Linked DNA regions of Mus musculus: region 2 is linked to region 1. The links are chromatin contacts, called in public promoter capture Hi-C maps. All regions are on one chromosome and are shown on one strand. Each heading gives the region's core, a stretch centred on a gene start, on an enhancer-like site or on the middle of the called end of the contact. The rest is flanking DNA. Distances are from core to core; before and after follow the strand shown. Region 1 holds the start of Uck1 (uridine-cytidine kinase 1). Region 2 holds the start of 1700084E18Rik (RIKEN cDNA 1700084E18 gene).

What was found. Promoter capture Hi-C pulls out the DNA fragments that hold promoters and counts their contacts.
Region 2: a contact with region 1 is called in a promoter capture Hi-C map of liver, with 4 times the contacts expected there. The contact joins the promoter of 1700084E18Rik here to the promoter of Uck1 in region 1. A contact is called at or near these places in 2 of 39 promoter capture datasets (liver and pre-B cells) and 1 of 9 other capture datasets (adipose tissue).

The regions. Positions count from the first base shown.
Region 1 is chr2:32,258,529-32,262,522 of GRCm38.p6, reverse strand. It overlaps Uck1 (uridine-cytidine kinase 1), which reads left to right and starts at 2,418. Exons shown (of 7, transcript NM_011675.2): 1 at 2,418-2,614; 2 at 2,784-2,943; 3 at 3,856-3,952. The coding sequence starts at 2,489.
Region 2 is chr2:30,235,782-30,239,570 of GRCm38.p6, reverse strand. 1700084E18Rik (RIKEN cDNA 1700084E18 gene) reads left to right here and starts at 1,940. Exons shown (of 1, transcript NR_028299.1): 1 at 1,940-2,374. Lrrc8a (leucine rich repeat containing 8A VRAC subunit A) reads right to left here and starts at 1,802. Exons shown (of 4, transcript NM_177725.4): 1 at 1,766-1,802.

The sequences.
Region 1 (3,994 bases), core at 1,169-3,668:
TGCTCATAAGATGTTGGTGGATTGAGTTTGTTTGCTTTTCTGGGTTTTGTTGTTGTTGTTTGCTTTGTTTTGTTCTGTTTTGTTTTGTTTTTGAGATAGGGTTTCCTTATACATCTAGTTGGATTCAAACTCGGAGTCCTGCCCCAGCCTCCCAAGTACAGGAATTACAGGTATGCACCACCATTACAGTTATGATGGTCAGCCTTCATTATCAACTGGAGTACATTTAGGATCCATGGAAACACCTGTAGATGTCTACAGTGGTTTGAAAATGATTGGTCTAGGGAGAGGCACTACTAGGAAGTATGGTCTTGTTGGAGGAAGTGTGTCATTATGGGGGTAGGCTTTGAGACCCTCCTCCTAACCCCATAGCAGCCAGTCTACTACTGGCTTCCTTTGGTTGAAGGTGTAGAACTCTCAGCTCCTCCTGCAATATTCCTGCTTGATGCTGCTATGCTCCTGCCTTGATGATAATGTACTGAACCTCTGAACCTGTAAGCCTGGTTAAATGTTGTCCTTATAAGAGTTGCCATGAGCCAGATGTGGTGGTGCACGCCTTTAATCCCAGCACTCAGGAGGCAGAGGCAGGCGGATTTCTGAGTTCGAAGCCAGCCTGGTCTACAAAGTGAGTTCCAGGACAGCCAGGGCTATACAGAGAAACCCTGTCTCGAAATAAAATAAAATAAAATAAAATAAAATAGAAGAGTTTTCATGGTGTTTTTTTACAGCAGTAAAACCCAAAGACAATGTCTCTATGAAGGTGTTTCTGGTAAAGTTTAACCAAGACAAAAAGAAGGCCAGCCCTGGATGGCCCACCATCTAACGGGCTGAGATCCTGGACTGAATCCCGAGGGAAAGCTGAGTTCTAACATCCATGCCTAGAGAGGCTCGAGGGACAGCTAGGTGGCATCTGGGTGGCATGGCTGTTCCTTGCAGTCCTGAGTCTCATGTTCATCGCCTGACTCTCACAAGCCTGTCTGAAGCTGTTCCTTCAAAACGAGCAATCCTTTTCTCTCAGTCTTTCCTTCCAGGCTCCCACTCTGGCCCAGGCCATCTAGAGACTTATGATAGAAAAGTCTGGTACAAATTAAAACAGGCCTGGATGAGGCTGGGTCTTTCAGGAGCTCTGGCCACTCCATGGTTGTCTTAAGGCCTCAACCAAGTGCTTCAAGTCTGTGCTGACATAAAAGCAGTTGGGCTGGTGGACTGGCAGCACCTCTGCTCGAGGCAGGCAGCAAGACTGGAGAGTCCAGCAGCGTCCAGGTAAGTGCTCCACCCCATTTCTCAACCCCCTAAGTATTCATAGCAAATGAACGTCAGGAGCAATCAATGCTCACAGGAAGAATTGAAGACCAGGCATGATGGCGCACGCCTTTATTCTTAGTACTCAGGAGGCAGAAGCAGGAGGTCTCTCACTGTGAGTTCAGAGCCATTCGTATCTCCTTTGCAAGTTCTAGGCCAGCTTGGGCTACGCAATGAGACATTTGTCATAAAGAAAGCAAAACAACAACAACAACAACAACAGAATTTAAAAGCCAGGTTGTTGGAGTTGGAGTGAGAGTTGGAGTGACTGCTCTTCCAGAAGCCTAGTTTCAATTCCCAGTACCTACTGGTAGCTTTTAACTGTTAGAAAGTTCACTACCAGAGGGAACCGACTCCCTCTTCTGGTCGCTGTGGGAACTCCAAGCATGTGGTACAAAAACACGGGCACGTAAAACAGCCATACATATAAAGTAAAGTGGAAAAAAAAAAAAGTGTACTGCTCTTGCATAGGACCAGAGTTCAGTTCCCAGCATTTAAAATGGGCAGCTCACAACTGCCTGTAACTACAGCCTTATGGGGATCTGACACTCCCCAGGCACTTCAGTCATGTGCACAGACCCATAACACACACACAAGCACATATAAATAAAATTATTATAAATATTTCCTTTTTTTAAAAAGCCAGGCATGGTGGTACATGCTTGTTACTCCCACCCTCAGAAGGCTGAGGCAGGAGAATGTTTGGGGCCAGCCTGGGCTTCAGAGTACCAGACAGCAAGGGCTATGCGGTAAGAATCTGTCTAAAAATCAAGAGATTTTAACAGATTCATAGATACTTAAATAATGCGCCAGGGAGAGGGAGGTCTTCCTAAGTGTCTCAGGATGACACGTTCTCACGTGGCAGGAGGCACTGATGGGGTTAAGCATAAGGCAGGGACGGTCCTAACCCTGTGGGTGACAGGATCTCGGCTGTGCTAGGGAAATAGGGGTCAGTGGGCTGGAGACCTTGGTCTAGTCCAGCACTTGAGTGTGCGTCTCGTCGGGAGGTGGAGCCCCATCCAGGCCCCGCCTCCAGGTAAAGGGGTCATTCTGGAGTCACTGAGGCTCTTCAGGGACACGGCCTTGAGTGCCGCGCCTCATGCGCGCATGCGCTCATGTCCCCGGAAGCGATGCGCACAGCATCCGTCACTACGTCCAGGCGGGAGCGGGCAGAGTCGGTGAATGTATGTCCGTCGCTCCGGATATGGCTTCGGCGGGAGGCGGCGGCTCGGAGAGCGCCGCGCCCGAGGCCGATCGTCCCCAGCCGCGGCCGTTCCTCATCGGCGTGAGCGGCGGCACCGCTAGTGGCAAGGTGAGCGCCCTGCGCCTGGGCCTCGCGGAGGGATTGCCAGGCCGCTGGTTGGGGCGCCATTGCCTCTGGCCCAACCGCGGCACCTGTTGCTAGCAGCTAAGGGGGTCGTCCCCAGGGGCTGGCGGGTCACTCAGTGCACAAGCTCACTTTTGGCACCTTCTGTCCCCAGTCAACAGTGTGTGAGAAGATCATGGAGCTGCTGGGACAGAACGAAGTGGACCGCCGGCAGCGCAAGTTGGTCATCCTGAGCCAGGACTGCTTCTACAAGGTTCTGACGGCCGAGCAGAAGGCCAAGGCTTTGAAGGGACAGTACAATTTTGACCACCCAGGTACCTGGAGAATGTCTGCCTGGAGAGCTGGGGGTAGAGGATAAACTGCTGTGAGATATGGGCTCTACAGAGATTGCAGACTGCCAGACAGATACAGAGATGTGTATGGATGCAGACTGCTGGACCAGGGCTGTAGGAGATGTTTGTTGGATGCAGACTGCCACCGAGGCTGTCCAGGGATGTGTACATAGGATGCAAAGTGCCAGACTGAGGCTGTCCAGAGAGAACTGCTGGACACCAACTGCCAAGGGGGGCGGGGATTGAATGCAGCAGCAATGGGGCTCCGTGAAACATTACCCTCATTTCCCTTGGTAGTGGGCCCACAGAAAGGTAGGGTTTGCTGAATTCCATGAGCCTGGAGTGACTCAAGATTTTTGCTAGAGCCACTTAGGAAGGAGGAGCCAGGAGATGTTGAGGATCGCTTCTTGATGTGTTGAAATCTCTGCCTGGCACCTTGTTGCTGAGGAGCCCTTTGTACACCCTACCTACCGCCTGCCTGACCTTTGGATTCCCCAAGCTGTCTCGGGGCAGTCAGTCTTCAGGGAGGCCAGTTGTAGAAACAGAGGTTAATCTGGGGCTCAGGCCTTGGAGCTTCCTGGCCTGGTAGGGGCCTGTGTTCCTGAAGGTTTAAGCTTTCCTAGGGACTCCTGAAGGTCAGAGAATAGGACTCTTAACTTTGTTTTGCCAGATACAGAGGAGCAGAGGCTCAAATGATCTCTTTCCCCCAGTGTCAGCCAATCAGAAAGTCTTTGTTCCAGTTTCTGGTGGGACAACCTTACCCTTCATCCTGGGGTGTGCTGTGGGGTCCTCAGCACCCCTGGCTCCCAGCTGCGCTGCCCTTGGGCAGAGGTGGTCCTCCTCCTCTGCTGCACCAGAGCAAATGGGCAGTTTGGGCTTCTCCTGTTTTTGTAGATGCTTTTGATAATGATCTGATGCACAAGACCCTGAAAAACATTGTTGAAGGCAAAACTGTCGAGGTCCCTACCTATGATTTTGTGACCCACTCAAGGTAAGCAGGTGGTTCCTGGGAGGGCTGTCACACCCAGTCCCG
Region 2 (3,789 bases), core at 691-3,190, 2.0 Mb after region 1:
ATATTTATTTAATGTCTGCATTTATTCCTTCTGAGTTATCAAGAGGTCTTCACTGGTCAGCCTGCCCTTCAATGTCTCTGTAAAAACCTGGAAAATCTACAGTCTCAGGACAGTGACCTAGGAACAGGCTGGTTCCAGGCAGCAAGCGGGGGTTCTGCCCCATTAGGCTGACCCTCAGAAGCCCATGCCCTCCACAAAGGCCATTCAGATTTGCAAGGAAACTCCATCCTAGCAAATGTGCCTTAGGTATGGAGAACAGGAATGTGAGGCTGACTCCTGGGTGTGGGAGGTATTGTCAATTGCTTCTCTGGTCCCTGCTTTGTACACCATCCCCCAAACAATGTGGAGCTTCAGACCCCAGAAAATCTCCAGGAAGCTGTCCTCCAACACTGCTCACCTGCCCTTGCCTGCCCATGACAGCTGGAGGAGAGCCCGACCTTCATCAAGGAAACAGCAGGATGAACGGCCTAGCCCACTGGCACCACCCCTGAGCCTCTGAATATACCCCCTCTCCTACCCTCAATGGTCAACTTATTCTTCCTGCACTGGCCATTTTCTCTACTTCAGAGGACATAACACAGATGGCAGAGTTAAAGAGACCACTGACACACTTGCAAGGCAGGAAAAGACTTTGTAGCCTCTGGCTACTCATTTCTGTCTCCAAAATTCAGCAGACAAGTGTCCCCATCCTCACAAAGACTCTCTCCCCTCCACACCTCATCCTTAAAGCTGTCCCTGTCCTAGCTAGGGCAGCGTTAGAGGAGGTTGTACAAGAGTGGCTGTCCTAGAACTACCACTATGTCAGCCCAGTTCCCATCAAGAAAAAGCTAATGCTCACTCAATGTGTTCTTTCAAAACAAGACAACAACTGTATCAAGCAGAACCAGCCCATCTTGACTCACTCCAGTCCAGTGCATGGCAGGTTCAAGAACCCTGGTCTCAAACAGAGGTTAGAGGCCCACGTCTCTACCCAGCACTCAGGAACCAGACAGGTGAATCTCCGTGAGCTCGAGGCCAGCCAGCCTGGTTTACAGAGAGAGTTTGAGGACAGTCAAGGCTACATAGTTGAGACCCTATCTCAAAAAACAAGCCCCCACCCCCTGCCACTGTCATCCCGAACTCTGCTGTTCCTTCAGCTTGGGGTCGCCTTTGCTGACCTCCAGCTCACCAACAACCTCCTGTACTTGTCACTCCTGCCCAAGAGATGCACAAAACAGGGACAGAACGAAACAGACTCTCATATCAGGAGTCGGTCGTTCAGGGAGCCCCAGTCTGAGGTCCCAAAAGCCTGTGCTCCCTTCCCCATAGCAGGGGACAGTCCGGGAGATCAGGAAGAGGGAGTGGTCTAAAGAGAAGCCGGCGCCGGGAAGCCCACGGCCAAGAACTGTAAGAGCTGGTGGGGGAGCTGTCAAGAGAACCCCGGGTGGAACCTCTGGGAAGGGGGCGCGTGCGCCAAGGGGCGCGGATCTGCGGGGACCAGCGCGGCAAGTGCGGCCTGAGGACCGCGGCGGAAACTCGGGTGAGAGGCGCGCGGAGAACAGGGTGCCCGGGAGGGGGCTCGCGCGCCGCCGCACGGCCTGGAGGGTGGAGACCGGAGCCGGCGCCCGCGGGAGGCAGGGCGGAGCGAAGCCCAGCGCGGGGCCAGGGTGGCCGGCGCCCCTGGGCAGCGAGAGCCCCGCAGAACTTGAAGGGGCGGAGCGCGCGTCCGAGGAGAGCGTCCCGTGCGGTGACAGCGCGCGTCTCATCCCCCACCCGACCCGCTCACCTGGGCTCTCCGCTCGCAGCCGCCCGCAGGCAGCCCGGGCCCTCCACCTCCCAGTCCGGCCGCCCGCCGCCGCGCTCCTCCAGCGCCTCCTTTTGTTTGTCCCTCACTGCACCACTCTGCCTCCCCCGCCCCGGAAGTGACGTCACGGCCGGACGCACCCGCGGCATCCCGGCCGTCGCCATGTCTGTTAAGGGGAAAGCTTGAGGCGGCTTCACCCTACTCCCGTCCACGTGCCTGCGCCAAGCCACTTCGGGGCGGAAGTAACGGGACAGAACTAAGCCCCCTTAAAGGGACAGGGATCCCTGCAACTTAAGGGATGCGTTACTCTGGCCAGAGCGGCCAAGTGACCCAAGCTGACGCAAGTATCCGCTCACCTCCTTTGTTCGGGTTCCGATCGCCATTGGGCCAGCGTCCTCATACCTTTAGTGCTGCTCGTTAGCTGACTCGCTGCCCAAACTCTTCAGGTGCCCGCAAATGTAACTGCCCTGCTGATGCTGACGCGCGCCTCGACACGTCCGGCTTGCGACGGTTGTCCCTGAAAAGCCGCATAATTCCGAGTTAACTGAATGGCTTCTCCGCCGCCGCTGCAATAAACACAGTTGAACTAAATTTAAAGGTTTCTTGGGCGATTAGTCGCGCCCCGGCGAGTTCACTGTCTCACACTAGGAGATCTTTGAAGTCGTTGGACTGGACTGGGTTAGGAACTTTTTGTAGAAGAGGGGAGAGAGGTAGTGCCGTGCTTGAGAAGGTATTGGAGTTTAGGAATCTGGTAGGTGTGTCCTGAGTCCAGTGGTCACTTTGAAACTAAGTATCTGCTTTATCCAGTATTTTGCTCCGACTTTTGTAAGCAAGGGCTTCTGGTGGGGATCTCTTTGTCCGGTTCCCCGGCTTCTGGCTGGAGATAGAGGATTGGCAGAGGGTGTGAGGGGAATTCTCTATCGGGAAACCTCCAGCCTAACGTTAGCAGCGAATTTTGAGCTGAGCTGAGGATAAAACCACATCTTCAGAACCAAGCCTCCAGACGCTAGCTGTGTGTGTGTGTTAATCTTCCCGGGTCCTCATAATTCCCAGGCTAACTGTAGTAATCCTTAGGTTGGGAAATTGTTCAGCTATTAAAACAAAGTGTTTCATGTACTCCAGTATGGGACGAGTTCCAGTAGCTTACGTGAAAGAAGAAAGGCAGGGAGCACAGCAATGAGTTTTTGTGGAGTTGGGTATCAGTGGTGTGTGCACCAGCTGACTAATATACACAGGCTGTACAGATGACCCTTCCCTCACTGAATGATCTCCGCCCCCTTTTACAGTGACAGGACCTCTGGAAGAGCAGTCAGTGCTCTTAGCTGCTGAGCCATCTCTCCAGCCCAGCCCCTTAACCTTAAATTTATATAAAGAGAAAGGGGGATATAAGTATATTTATCCACATACTAAGGTATATTTAGTTTCAAACTTTAAAAATAATAATAATTTCAACTTCAAAGATAATGCTTTTTTTTTCTGTTGCCAAAAAGCATTTTGCCCTGGGAAAGATATACCCTGCTAGTCCACAAAAGAATCCAGAGTTAGGGTTGGGGCAGGGTTTTGTTTTTATCTTCCCAGGAGAAGAAAAACATACAACAGAGAAATTCAGATACCACTGGACAAGAGAAACAGGATGGATCATCAAGAAAAGATATCCTGCCTGGCGTGGTGGCCATGCCTTTTATCCCAGCACTTGGGAGGCAGAGGCAGGCGGATTTCTGAGTTCGAGGCCAGCCTGGTCTACAGAGTGAGTTCCAGGACAGCCAGGGCTGCACAGAGAAACCCTGTCTCAAAAAACTAAAAAAGAACATTGGCTTCTCTTCCAAAGGTCCAAGGTTCGATTCCCCAGCACCCACATGGTGGCCCACAGCTCCAGTCACAGGGGATCTGCAAATAATACCACCTGGGACATTGAAACAGTCTGCGGTTGTTTTTCTCAAAAGTTCCGGGTAATTAGGCCCTCTGGCAGGGGGCTGGGGCCCATGTTCTCAGGGCAGTCAGTATTT